Linked DNA regions of Oryctolagus cuniculus: regions 2 and 3 are each linked to region 1. A link is a contact called in public Micro-C data. All regions are on one chromosome and are shown on one strand. The core of a region is the stretch at or near the end of the contact, and the rest is flanking DNA. Distances in the headings are between cores, read along the strand shown.

The links. Hi-C and Micro-C count contacts between places; a contact is called where the count stands out from the background.
Region 2: a Micro-C map of ear pinna shows a contact between it and region 1, with 4 times the contacts expected there. The contact joins the promoter of ARFGEF1 here to the promoter of CSPP1 in region 1. A contact is called at or near these places in 2 of 6 Hi-C or Micro-C datasets (ear pinna and an unstated tissue).
Region 3: a contact with region 1 is called in a Micro-C map of ear pinna, with 5 times the contacts expected there. The contact joins the promoter of VCPIP1 here to the promoter of CSPP1 in region 1. A contact is called at or near these places in 2 of 6 Hi-C or Micro-C datasets (ear pinna and an unstated tissue).

Annotation. Positions count from the first base shown.
Region 1 is chr6:92,681,595-92,686,389 of mOryCun1.1, reverse strand. It overlaps CSPP1 (centrosome and spindle pole associated protein 1), which reads right to left and starts at 2,052. Exons shown (of 25, transcript XM_070075132.1): 1 at 1,914-2,052. It overlaps COPS5 (COP9 signalosome subunit 5), which reads left to right and starts at 2,098. Exons shown (of 8, transcript XM_008255620.4): 1 at 2,098-2,613; 2 at 4,711-4,795. The coding sequence starts at 4,760.
Region 2 is chr6:92,977,576-92,981,917 of mOryCun1.1, reverse strand. ARFGEF1 (ARF guanine nucleotide exchange factor 1) reads left to right here and starts at 1,810. Exons shown (of 39, transcript XR_011389118.1): 1 at 1,810-2,545.
Region 3 is chr6:92,322,121-92,326,434 of mOryCun1.1, reverse strand. VCPIP1 (valosin containing protein interacting protein 1) reads left to right here and starts at 1,941. Exons shown (of 3, transcript XM_008255594.4): 1 at 1,941-4,314. The coding sequence starts at 2,261. It overlaps LOC103348039 (a long non-coding RNA gene), which reads right to left and starts at 1,718. Exons shown (of 3, transcript XR_516494.4): 1 at 1,512-1,718.

The DNA of each region.
Region 1 (4,795 bases), core at 803-3,302:
ACTGCGAGGCCCCCAGCCACAAGGAACTGCCATCCCTGCACCCCAGCCACCGCCCCGGACCGGCTGCCGCGAGACCCCGCTGGCAGGGAACCCTCACCTCCAACCCATGTAACCTCCTTACCGCCGCCAGCTCGACTACCTACCTGCCTCCCCCGTCCCGCTCCGCAGGCCCGAGACGAGCCCCTCGCCCGGCAAAAACCCCCTCACCGCCCGGCCCCTGTAACTCGGGCACCGCTGCCGGCCGGGTCGCCGCCAGCCCCTCGCCCCAGGTCCGCGAATCCAGCCCGGACACCCTCACCTCCACCTCACCCTAGGCCTCACCCTGCCGTGCCTGCTCCCCACCTGCGGTCAGCTGACTCAGACCAGCAGGCTCGCGTCTTGGGAGACGCACAGCGTCCTACTAAGGTTCTTAGCGGTTCCCAGAGGTGGCCGCGGCCTCCTGGCGCGCGAACACTGTCACAGTCAAGCCGGCCGGGACTCCGCCTCTCAAGCTGGGCCCTCTGCCCGCCTCTCGCCAACGGCCAGGCGCAGCCCCGCCTCCGGAGCGGCCGCTTAAGAGGACCGCGCGACCGAGGGCGCCCCCTGCCTTCCCGGAGGACGCACAGCCACCCACCTGCGCCCAGGGTTTTGTTAAACCTTGGGAGTCGCTTCCCAGGTTGAATTAATTCCTGCTTTCCAACCCACCACTCCGCGGTCGATCCGAGGACAGCCTGAGTCTGAGGTCCGGGAAGGTAGAGGCAGTAAGAAGAATACCAATGGCACACTCTCCTAAGCCAGGAGTCTGGTCAGCGCAAGTCCCGGGCTTTCAATACCATTTTCAACGTGTAATTCAATTCACACCAATACTAAGTAATCAAATGCTCCCACTGAAAAAGATTTTTTGACTTCGCAAGAAACTAAGAATGCTAATGTCTCCTAGGGGCCCTAATTTATCCTTACTTTGCAAGTCGACTTTAAAGGCAAATTTTAAGCTGAAAATGTCAAAACCGCAGACTGTGGTGTGGATTCCATAACCCTAATTTTCTATTTGTTCTATCGATCTGCCACGCACCCTACTAGGAGTGGAGGATTCAAGGCAGTGCGAGGTATCCTGAACTCTGAAAAAAAGAAACCTCCATGTAAACCGATACTCGTACATAATTACAACACAATGCGAGTTAAGAAGTACCTGTCTTACAGACTTGGAGACACCGTGGAAGAAATGGTCCTGGAGAGTGAAGACAGACCTCAGAACTGTGCTTTCAGATTAATATGAGCTCGCAGGCAGAAAAGCCAGGGAAGCGCGTGTTAATCAAGCAACGCTGACCACATCCGAGTACTGTTGTGCTAAGTCCAAGTGTGGGGAATGGCACTACTGGAAAGAAAGGTTTCAAGGGGGAACTGAAGAGAGATGGAACTGGAGAGGTGCGTAGGGACTAGGTTATGAAGAGCTGCGATGTTTTCTTTTTTTCCAGCAAAAAGATCTTTATCCCTAACACCCAGGTGTTAGAAATAAAACAAAGAGCACAGAACTGGTCCCTGCGTCTTTAAACGCAGAATCTAGTGCGGACGGAGAAGAGAGGGAAAAACACGTAAACCAAACACAGGAAACAAACATAGTATCAACGGGAGGCAACAAAAAGGTTGCTGAGATTAACTCCGTCCAGGCTATTAAGCGCTGCAGACTTAACTCATGAGAACTGAGTATTGGACATTTGCATCACTAACAGCTCATAATAAATGTAGGGACATGAAACGTCTACGTCACAGGATAAAACCGTAACAATTCACTCGCTTTTGCCGCCTCCCGCGAGCGCTAGAAAACGCCCACCTGAAATCCACGAGCCCGCAGTTCTACGCATGTGTACTGGGTCACTTGGAAGCAAAACAGGATGCCATATTTATCTTCCTCGCAGCCAAAATCCAGTACTTACATTTAAATTTCTCCAGACATCCTTTTTATTTTTTTCCTAGTCTTTCAAGAAACTTTCCATCTAAGACAGCTACACCCACACGAAAACACTTTCCTCTGCCCAACTTGCAGCTCCGCCCACATTTAATATGGCGGAAAATGCGCCTGCGCAGTACTAACTAAGAGGCCACGGCAGTTTCTGGCATAACGTTAACGTGCCCTTCTTCCGTTGTGAAAGGCTATACCATTCCCATGGCAAATGATTGTGTTTGCCCTATTTCATAGATACAGTTTTCCAAGACGATATGTTCTCATTTAACCCACATTAATATTCCCCTTGCCACAGCTGTTACACTAACTACCGATTTATCGTCGCTTCTCCTAACAGCCCCCTCCATCCCCGAATGGTCCGTACCAACTTCACCTCCGGTTCTAGGTGTCATGGCTGCCTCGAGAGTCTAGGAAGAGTTTGCACCTGTGGTGGGAAGGGTCCAAAACCCACACCCAGGGAGCTAGAAAAGTAAAGTTGCGTCTCGGCCGTAGAAGCGAAAGCTTCTCTGATTCCTCGGCGATGGCGGCGTCCGGGAGCGGTATGGCCCAGAAAACCTGGGAATTGGCCAACAACATGCAGGAAGCCCAGAGCATCGATGAAATCTACAAATACGACAAAAAACAGCAGCAAGAAATCCTGGCGGCGAAGCCCTGGACTAAGGAGTGAGGAGGTCCCTGGAGACTCGCAGGGGAGGGACGGGGTGGTTAGAGTTTGAGAGACCCGAGGGTGGGGGAGTGGGAATTGGAGTGGGTGGACGGCTTGGCTTTTCATGGTCCAGGAGAGATTATGCACCTGAAACAGAATTTGATCTACCTTCATCCCCGCACGTGTAGTGTATGCTCCTCCGCTGCGGCCTGCTTTGCCCGTTCTGTCTGTTAACTCTTTTGCCTCTGGAGGATGTAAGGGATGAACAGCAAGCAGAGATTTAGGTTATCACTTTTCAACATCCTGATTATTATATCTGCCAGTATCTGCTTTGAACCCTGTGTGGACTACACCTTGTTGGGGCCTTCAGCTGGTCCCTGACGGGAACCGCAGCTCTTTTCAGAAATTGAGTCAGCAGCTCACCTGTCTTGCAGATAGCTGTGAGCCATCTTTTTAGAGATCTGTAGTAGTTCTTTGATTGCTGGTAATTATTTCAGAGGCACAGTCAGCCTCTAACCAATTTCTAAAATATTACTCCACCAGTGTCACCTAAGTCTGAGATTAAAAAATAGACCTTAAGGCTCTTACCCCTTAGCAAAATTCATGCATCCCTGGGAGTGATGACAAGTCAAGGATTATTAATCCATAACATTTATCCTTTACCAAAAGAAGACTTTTGTTGGGGAAAGAGTAAAAAGAGAGTAAAAGAAAACTGTTTAATAGATACAAAGGAGAGCTGTGGCAAGCCCAGGACATACTTCCTGCCACACCGTCTTTTACAAGCCTAGCTTTAACTGTCAGTTAGGTGCAGCAGTGTTTACTGATAACTCAACATGGGCCAAACACTGAGTTAGGGATCTGCATTTGTCATTTTAATCATCATGACAACCCAGTACTGTACTTTCATTCGTTTTTTCAAGTAAGGAAACAAGCAAATACCTCATGATCACATTGAGGCAATGTAATAGGAGCACAATAACAGTTATCTTTTTTCTTTTCCCGTTAGAACACAATTTTAATTTGTATCTTAACTTCCAACACCAAGCCTCTGTGTTTTTCAGCTTGTGAAATCTGGCAAAGGTTGGGAATTAAGTTTCTGTGCTTTTCTCTGGGCAAACATTTAGCTCAGAAACACCAACTAACCACTCTGTACAGCGTACAGGCTGGTTAGGTTGCCTGGTTGTCGACTTCTATAGCAGCTGTACATTTTAGGTTGACCTCCTCTGTTAGATATTTGGAAGCCATCACTTTGTTACACTGTCTCACAGTAGTTCTAATTATATCCCTCCTAGCTGTCTTGGGCTGCATCAGTCAGACCAAAATATAGTTTTACTTAAAAGTTGACTCACAGCCACCACTGACAAATTCAAGAACAGTGATCATGGGACAGCTAAGGATATTAGAGACACTTTTTAATTTTGAGGCTGATATTACAGAGGAAAGCCACATCTTTCAAAATATTGTTGTTTCAGAGTACTGAGAATACTGTAACAGAAATTAATAATGCTAAAAACAGATAGCATTATTAAGGTTTTACTTTGGATCAGACACTAAAGCTAGGCACTTTATTATTTCATTCATTTTATTTCATCCTAATGACTCTGAACTAGTCCCGCTTACCCTAAGCAATGTAATGTGAGACACGCAGACATTAAGAGGTTGTCCTAATGTCACAGCTAAGGAATGGCAGTGCAAGAGTCAAACATAGGCAGATAGATGTCAGAGCCCACATTCTTTTAACCATTAGACCAAAAGGTTAGGCCTAAGAATAGTTAAACACAGCCATCCATCCAGTATTAGAATCAGATATTTGATCATTGCAAATCAACAGAGGAAAAGTCTCTTGAACTCATTGCTACTTCCACATTTGAATAGCATGTTAAAAGAGAGAGAGGACTGTTTCAGACCCTTCCTTTCCCCAGGGGGGAATATTTTGCAGGAGTATGACATGTTTGTTATTTCCATACCCATGCAGGTCATCTGTCCTTTACTACTACTTCCCACATTCTACACAGCCCTTATATCAATTTAAATTCTCTCAGTAACTTATTTTAAAAAAAAAAGTCTTTGGATATTTTATTTCAAATAAGAAATATAATTACATTGTGATTTTATTTTGTAGTCATCATTACTTTAAGTACTGCAAAATCTCAGCATTGGCTCTACTGAAAATGGTGATGCATGCCAGATCAGGAGGCAACTTGGAG
Region 2 (4,342 bases), core at 561-3,060, 300 kb before region 1:
TAGTATGTGACCATGAAAGGGGAAAAAAACAAGAAAATCTGCTTGTGGGAGTTTTCTTTTTTAAAAATTTATTTGAAAGGCAGAGAGAGAAAGAGAACTCCCATTCCATTGGTTCACTCCCCAAATGCCTGCAATTGGTGAGAGCTGGGAATGCCATCCAGGTCTCCTAGATGGGTGGTAGGAACCTATTTACTTGAGGCAACACCACTGCCTATAGGGATGCAAACATCTGGCCCACTGGCCCTGTAAGGCTCACGAAATGATTGGGTCTGGCCCTGCCAAGGCATCCACAGGCAGGACTCAAAATTCAACAAATCTATAGCAGGCTAATATTCAAGTTGATAATTTTGTATGGCCCGCAAATGATGTTACCAATATTCAAATGGCCCTATGCAGAAGCTGGATTCAGCAACTGGAGATGGAAGCCAGTTTCTCTGATGTGAGACATGAGCATCCTAACCAGCATCTTAACTGTTTTAATTGCTAAGTCACATAGCCACTCCTATTTTTATTTTTTATTTTCAAAAGATGTAAGACTGGATGACTACACCTAACTGTAGGGAGGCTGAGGAATGTGGTGCGCCTCTGTGCTAGACTGAATGATCAGCTAGCACCCTAAACAGTACCTGGCACTGCACTGGGATTATGAAGAAACAAAAAAATTAGAATTTCAGCTGGTTCTCAAAAAGTTTGTAATCTATTAGAGTGTATATATGTCTTATTTAGGAATATGATAAATCTCCAATTTCCAGGAATCTGGAGATACTCTTTAAAATACATGAATGTTTCTGAGGAAGATAAAGTTTAAAAAGTTGATCTATTTGTCTCCTTTAATTCAGAGTCACTTACAAGTTTTCCATTTTCCTTCTCGGTGGCATTTACCCTAGTCCAAATCTTGTCACTTCTCAGTCCCCTTGGGTTTGGACGGTTGCATTAGGACAAGTCCATAGTCAAGGAAATCTTAATGGAACAGGGTGAGACACATGCTAAGGATTAGGGGCTCGTAGTCTGTGCTGACAAAACAACACAGTAGTTTGGAACGTAAACTATCTGCATATACTTTTATGGCATTTATAATTTTCTGCTCAGAAAGAAACAGTTGAAATCTGAACTCTTTGGGACTAAAGGAGACACACAGTCATATGTGTTAAATCTGTTCGCACTGTGTTAAATCTGTTCGCTCGGTGCTGTGGCATTCTGAAACTGGTTTTCATATCGAGGACCGAACCTTAGTATTAAAGACACGGAAATACAAGTCTCCGAGGGACCTCGGTCAGAAATCTGTAATCTGAAATCTAGAGGTGACCGATTAATCCTACCGATAATCAAGTGAAACATGACTGAATCCTTGTCAACTGCTTTTTGCTTACTTTTCCCCAGGGAGAATCCTCCTTGAGGTAATCAGAGGTTTCGGTCCTGGACAGCGATTTGGCGCACCTGGGAAGGAAATTTAGAGTCGAGCGCGGCAGGTGGAAATCCAGTGCGGCTGAGAGTGAGCCATGCGCGTGTTTCTGAAATCCCCGGAACAGAAGGGACTGCGCTCCCACCGATTGGGATCCCCAGAAAGTCAGGGAAGGGGTGCAGCAGAGCCCGGCGTGCTGTTCGCCAGACGCGAACAGGACGCCGAGAGGTCCCCTTCTGCTGGGTCCCGCAGCACAGCCGCGGGGAGGAGCCCGAAGCGCCTCGCTCCGCGCCGCAGGACGCCCGGCCACGCCCCTCGCCGCCCTGCAGGCAAACGCGGGAGGCGGCGAGGCCCCGCCGGGCCGCCGTAGCGCTGCGGCTCGGGCCGCTCCTCCCGCGCCGCCCTCCGTCCCCCGCCTGCCGGCGCCGCGGCAGCTCTGGGCTGGCAGTGCCGCCGCCGCCGCCGTCGCTGCTTCCTCCTCTGCAGCCGTTCGGCCGCTGCGTGACGCGTCGTTTCCTCCCAACATGGCGGCCGGGGCAGGTCGGCGGTGATGGAGGCCAGTTCGCGGCCGCGGCGGGTGCTAATCCCCATAGTCGCCAGAGTCGCTCTGCTCTTGCCGGGCCTCTGAGCCACCGCCGCCGCCACGCCTCGGCCCTCGGCCCCCAGCAGACGGCCGCCCGGGCAGAGCACCCTCCACGCCGCGGGTCGGAAAGACCAGTGAGAGGGGCGGCCGAGAAGCGACCCCCCCACCCCACCCCGGGCTGGGAGCAGAGGCCAGACGGACGCAGCCCTCGACGGGCGGCCTCTCGACGGGCGGCGAGGACCTCGACGCCCCTCGCCAGCACGGCGGCCGCTCCCGCTCGCCCGCCCCTTCCTGATCCTGCCGCTGCCCTCCACGCCTCCTCTCTCCCACCGCCACCCCCTCTCCTTTCTCTCTTCTCTTCCGTCCCCTCCTCCTCCCCTCCAGCCGCTGGGAGCCGCGGGTCGGACGAGCCGCCGCCGCCTCCTTCTCCGCGTCCATGTATGAGGGGAAGAAGACGAAGAACATGTTCCTGACCCGGGCCCTGGAGAAGATTTTGGCCGACAAGGAAGTGAAGAAGGCGCATCACTCCCAGCTGCGCAAAGCTTGCGAGGTGGCGTTAGGTGAGCGGGGCTGAGGCCCGGGGGGTGCGGGAGCCGGCGCGGCGGAGCTGGGGTCGCGGGGGGTCTTGCCTTGGGCGGACGTGGCAGGCCGACCTCGGGCAGCCCTGGCGGAGTTCCCTGCTACCTGGCTGGAGTTGACAGGAACTCAGCTGGATTTGGGGCAGAGGCGGGGTGGAGGAGGAAGGGCAGTTAGAGCTGGGCTCGGGGGACGCGGGCAGGTTTTAGGATCGCAGGGCACTTGGGTTCGGGGGATCGACTTAGAGAGAGAGCGAGGAGAAGGAGAAGCACAGAGGGAGGCATTTTATCGGTGTGCCGTGCGGAGCGGACACGATACCAGCCTTTGTGATGAAGCAGAAGATGAGCCGTTGTTTATTAGCTTGGAAATTGAGGTGGGGCCGATATGTCAAGATTGGGCGTGGGAAGGCTTCCGTATCGTAATTGCAGTAACTTTATCGTCTGGCGTGGTACTTTGGGAAGAGAGGCTGAAGTTGTTCCCTTGTTGACAGTCTGGAGAAGGGTTTGCAGGAGGTGCAGCCCGTTCCGACATCTCTCCGCCTCCGCCACAGGAAAAACATAGAGTAATGTTGTCTCTGACTGGGCTGACCTGGAAGAGCAAGACCAGAGGTTAAAGGGGTGGGGGTGGCGGTGTGCAGGCGGGGAAGGAAGGAGCCCTCGGAGAAACAGGCTGTAGGTGACAGGGGAAGCGAGGGTTCGAAACGGGGAAAAGGAAAAAAAGACAATGACACCCACCAGCCACATGTCTGGACAGTGGCAGCTGCTCTTAAGCTTCAATTGTGATTTATAGTCAGACCGAAGATATGTAGTATAATGAAACCGGCAGCAGGGAAAATCCGAACAATACCTTTAGGGAGGATATGCAGATAAGGAGTTGTAAAAGGGGGGGAACTCTGATCTATTACATTTTATCAAAGATCAAATCCTTTGAGAGAGCAGGACATCCAACACAAAGGTAAATTCCTAATGCTCCCATTTTATTTGATACCACTGGGAATGCACCAGATAAGATGGGCAAGAAAATGGGATTGGGAAAAAAAAAAAAAGAAGTGGTCTTGAAGGGGGAAAAAGCCTGTGATAATTTTAATGCATGTTAGAATAATGAGTCAATACGGCTTAAAAACAAATTTGTCCTTTAATTAAAAAAAAAAAGATTTCTTTATTTATTTGAAAGAGTTAGAAGGAGAGAGACAGAAATGTTGCATCCATTGGTTCACTCCTTAAGTGGCCCCACAGGCCAGGGCTGACCCAGGAGCTTCATCGGGGTCTCCCCCATGGCTAGCAGGGGCCCAAATACCTGTACCATCTTCCACTGTTTTTCCTAGGCCATTAGCAGGGAGCTGGATGGAAAGTGGAGCAGCTGGGACTCAAACCGGCAGCGTTGCAGGTGGCAGCTTTATCCGCTAAGCCACAACACCTGTTCCTGTACTTTAATTTTTAAAATAAGGCTAGCACTACATAACTTGCAGTAGTGTGCTATAGTGTTTGTTTTTTCCTTTTCTGGAGCCTTCAAATCGGTATTAAACATTGAAGAAACTTCATCTTAAAATTTTTGAATTTGTTGTATGGTGGGCTTAAGTTTAGTTTTTCTCCCCCTTCAGGGGTTAGAAATTCACATGTTGTTAATATAAGCTAACAAAAGTCTGTTTCAGGTGTTTACAAGTGTAGTGCTAAAATTGGACTATATCAGGGTCCTGAAAGCAATAATTGTTAAATTGGGGTAAGGCGAGAGAGAGAGTTGAGGATTTTTGAAAGAACTGTTAGATGTAGTTTTACGACTTA
Region 3 (4,314 bases), core at 692-3,191, 360 kb after region 1:
ACAAGCATTTAATTAAAACCAGTTCTAAGAACAACCTAGGCACCTACTATTATCCTATTGTCAGAATATAAATAATTTTTCCTGAATTAGTTTCTTGAGAAAACTTTCACTAAGAACTAACCCCTTCAAAATAGGTAATATTATCTGCCCTGTAATGAAGGCAGATAATTCTGAAATTAACATTTTTTTCATGAGTAAAATTTGAAAGATTTCTCTCTTAACCATAATTTCTTCTGCTGAAAACTGTAGAAAATTATCAGTTGCAAATCAGTACTAGTACCCTTTGTGACTGCCTATCCTGAATATAGTCCACGTCAGAGTATCAAATTCTATTTACTAAAAGAACCTTATAAGGCAGACAGTTTCCGTGTCAGCTACAAAAGACTCAAATGATCTCATGGACTGCCCTTGTGTCTCTATTGTGTTCCAAAAGTTTCAGAAATTGTGAGATAGTCCCCTTATCTAAGGTGATATTGAAGTTCCAGAAAGCAAGACTCTCCAGAATAACTGAAGGAGGCTGACTGTATGATAACAACTAAAATAACACTGGTTTTCTAGTAATATATGAACTATTTTGCAAGAAGAGGCAGTTTTCAAACCCAAATAATAAAACAAAGGTGGTTACCTACCCCGAAGCCCAGCAAAATGTCAGGTGTAACAGCTGTGTCGTAGAAAGTAATGTAAAAAGTAATTGGGATTGGGCTCCAGTTCACACTGGGACCTTGCCTTTGGACAACTCATTTAATTCCTTCTAATCTCAGTTTCCCTAACTGTAAGTGATGACAACAGTACCTGGTAAAGGTATTCCAGGACTGGTGTGAGGATCAAACATATGTGAACGTATGATGTAAACTATAAAGCAGCAGTAACTGAATGTGAGTTACTAATTCTACATAATATTGGGTTTACCTCTCCTGCCTGGGCCCCTACCTGCAAAATCCAGACTGAGGTCTGGATGCCTATCCAGTCACTTCACGGCTGCGTGAACTTCAACGAATCATTTTTTTTCCTGGATTAGTTTTCGGAGAGGGTCATTATGAAAATCAAATGATATCGAATATAGAAATGCTGCGCAAGGCACATATTAAGAACAAACGACAGCTGTCAATATTCACAGGGAGGTGGCAGAGCTGTAAGGAGCAAATTAAAATATAGCTAGTTAAAAATGAAAGTATAGCAAATGAAAGTATAGCTGGTACACAGACCCTGTGCACATCCAAGGTATTGTCACTTGTGTGATAAACCGCAGATACAAGCAGGGAGCGTGAAACCAAATGGCGCCCCAGTGACCTCCGCTAGAGTAAGGGGAGAAAGAAATGGGGGCTCCGGCGCCTCGTTGGCTTGGTATAGCGGTAGAAATCAGAGTGGAGAAGTGGGGCAGAAAAAAGACGTTAGAAGATATCTCAAGCATCAAATTCTTTCCCCCCGTTTTCTTACGTCCTCCAGCCCGGCCTAGGCCGTTTCAATCAACTTCCCAGACCGCCCTATCCCTGGACACTTATTTACTGTACCTTCTGTACCGACGGCTTTTCCACTCCCCTCCCTTTCTAGCCGTCGCGAACTTCAGACCCTCTCGTCCGACACCTATTCCTTTAACTCTTGTTTTTATCAAGCTTCCCTACATCATTCCTCCGCCTAAGAGGGCAGCGCAACTGGACGCACCGCAGGGCATCCTAGGAAATGTGGTCTCTCGGACTCACTTGTTTTGGCCACAGAGTGGGGAAACCGACAAAGGAGAGCTAGTTAAAACTACAACTCCCGGGAGGCAACGCGACATCACCAGCTTCCTCTCTGCCCCCGTTCCTCAGCCTTCCTCTTCCTCTTCTCCACGGGCGCTGGGCCGCTAGGTCTCACGGTATTTGTAGTTTCTTCTGGACCCAAGCTCTTAGCGCTCGGTAGCCAAGAGAGAGGCCAAAAGACTCTAATTCCCAGAGGGCAGAGCGGAAGCTGCGCCTGCGCACTCTCAGTGAGGGCGTGTATGTCTGTGTCTCTGAGGGAGAGAGAGCGAGAGTGAGTGAGTGTGAGTGCGGGGTGGGGTGGTGGCCGTTACGTTCGGGGCAACGGCAGTGGAGAAGTAAGAAGAGACACAACGTCCGGCGCTTCCGCCTTCGCTTCGGAGGAGGAGGAGGAGGAGCTGGTAGGGAAAGGAAAGTGATTCGCCCTGGGCCTGGACTAGACGCGAGTCCGGCTGGTGGGGGTCTGGGCTATGAGCCTTTGAGGGTCGCTTGGGACGCGGAGCGAGACACGAGAGCCGAGAGCTATGTCTCAGCCGCCGCCGCCGCCTCCGCTGCCGCCGCCACCTCCACCCCCTGAAGCTCCGCAGACTCCGTCGTCTCTGGCGGCGGCGGCGGCGATAGCTCCGGGGGGGCTCTCGAAGCGGAGGGACCGGAGAATCCTTTCCGGGAGCTGCCCGGATCCAAAGTGCCAGGCGCGTCTGTTCTTCCCGGCCTCCGGTTCTGTCAGCATCGAGTGTACCGAGTGCGGACAGCGGCACGAGCAGCAACAGCTGCTGGGGGTGGAAGAGGTGACCGACCCGGACGTGGTGCTGCACAACCTGCTGCGGAACGCGCTGCTCGGGGTGACGGGGGCACCCAAGAAGAACACGGAACTGGTAAAGGTGATGGGCCTTTCCAACTACCACTGCAAATTGTTGTCGCCCATATTAGCTCGCTATGGCATGGACAAACAGACAGGCCGAGCCAAGCTTCTCCGGGACATGAACCAAGGGGAACTGTTCGATTGCGCTTTACTGGGTGACCGCGCCTTCCTCATAGAACCAGAACATGTGAACACGGTGGGCTATGGCAAGGACCGCTCTGGAAGCCTTCTGTATTTGCATGACACTCTTGAGGACATCAAGCGGGCCAATAAAAGTCAGGAATGCCTCATTCCAGTGCATGTGGACGGGGATGGACACTGCCTGGTGCATGCTGTGTCTCGTGCGCTGGTAGGCCGGGAGCTTTTCTGGCATGCCTTGAGAGAGAATCTGAAGCAGCACTTTCAGCAGCACTTGGCCCGATACCAAGCCCTGTTCCATGACTTCATCGATGCTGCTGAGTGGGAGGACATTATCAATGAGTGTGACCCTCTGTTTGTACCACCTGAGGGTGTTCCTTTGGGTCTGAGGAACATCCACATATTTGGCCTTGCGAATGTGTTACATCGTCCCATTATTCTGTTAGATTCCCTCAGTGGTATGAGAAGCTCTGGCGATTATTCAGCCACCTTTCTGCCTGGACTCATCCCAGCAGAGAAGTGCACTGGGAGAGATGGTCACTTGAACAAACCAATCTGTATTGCGTGGAGTAGTTCTGGTAGAAACCATTATATCCCCTTGGTGGGCATAAAAGGGGCTGCTTTGCCCAAACTGCCTATGAATTTACTACCTAAAGCATGGGGTGTGCCTCAGGACCTTATCAAAAAGTACATAAAACTTGAGGATGATGGTGGTTGTGTTATTGGAGGAGACAGAAGTTTGCAAGATAAGTACTTACTTAGGCTTGTTGCTGCTATGGAAGAAGTCTTTATGGACAAACATGGTATCCATCCTAGTTTGGTTGCTGATGTCCATCAGTATTTCTACAGGAGGACTGGGGTGATAGGAGTTCAGCCCGAAGAAGTTACAGCAGCTGCTAAAAAAGCAGTAATGGATAATCGCCTTCACAAATGTTTGCTCTGTGGTGCCCTTTCTGAACTTCATGTTCCTCCAGAGTGGTTGGCTCCAGGAGGGAAACTGTATAACCTGGCAAAAAGCACTCACGGACAGCTGAGGCCTGACAAAAATTACAGCTTTCCCTTGAACAATTTGGTCTGCTCATACGATACAGTGAAAGATGTTCTGGTACCAGACTATGGATTGAGTAATCTAACAGCTTGTAATTGGTGCCATGGCACATCTGTGCGGAGGGTCAGAGGAGATGGGTCTATTGTGTATTTGGATGGAGACAGAACTAATTCTAGGTCCACTGGTGGCAAATGTGGTTGTGGATTCAAACACTTTTGGGATGGGAAAGAGTATGACAATCTACCAGAAGCTTTTCCTATTACTTTGGAATGGGGTGGAAGAGTGGTCAGAGAAACAGTATATTGGTTCCAGTATGAAAGTGATTCATCTTTGAATAGTAATGTTTATGATGTTGCAATGAAACTTGTTACCAAGCACTTTCCAGGTGAATTTGGGAGTGAAATCCTAGTTCAGAAAGTTGTCCATACTATATTGCATCAGACTGCCAAAAAGAATCCTGATGATTATACCCCTGTAAATATAGATGGTGCTCATGCCCAAAGAGTTGGAGATGCACAAGGACAAGAATC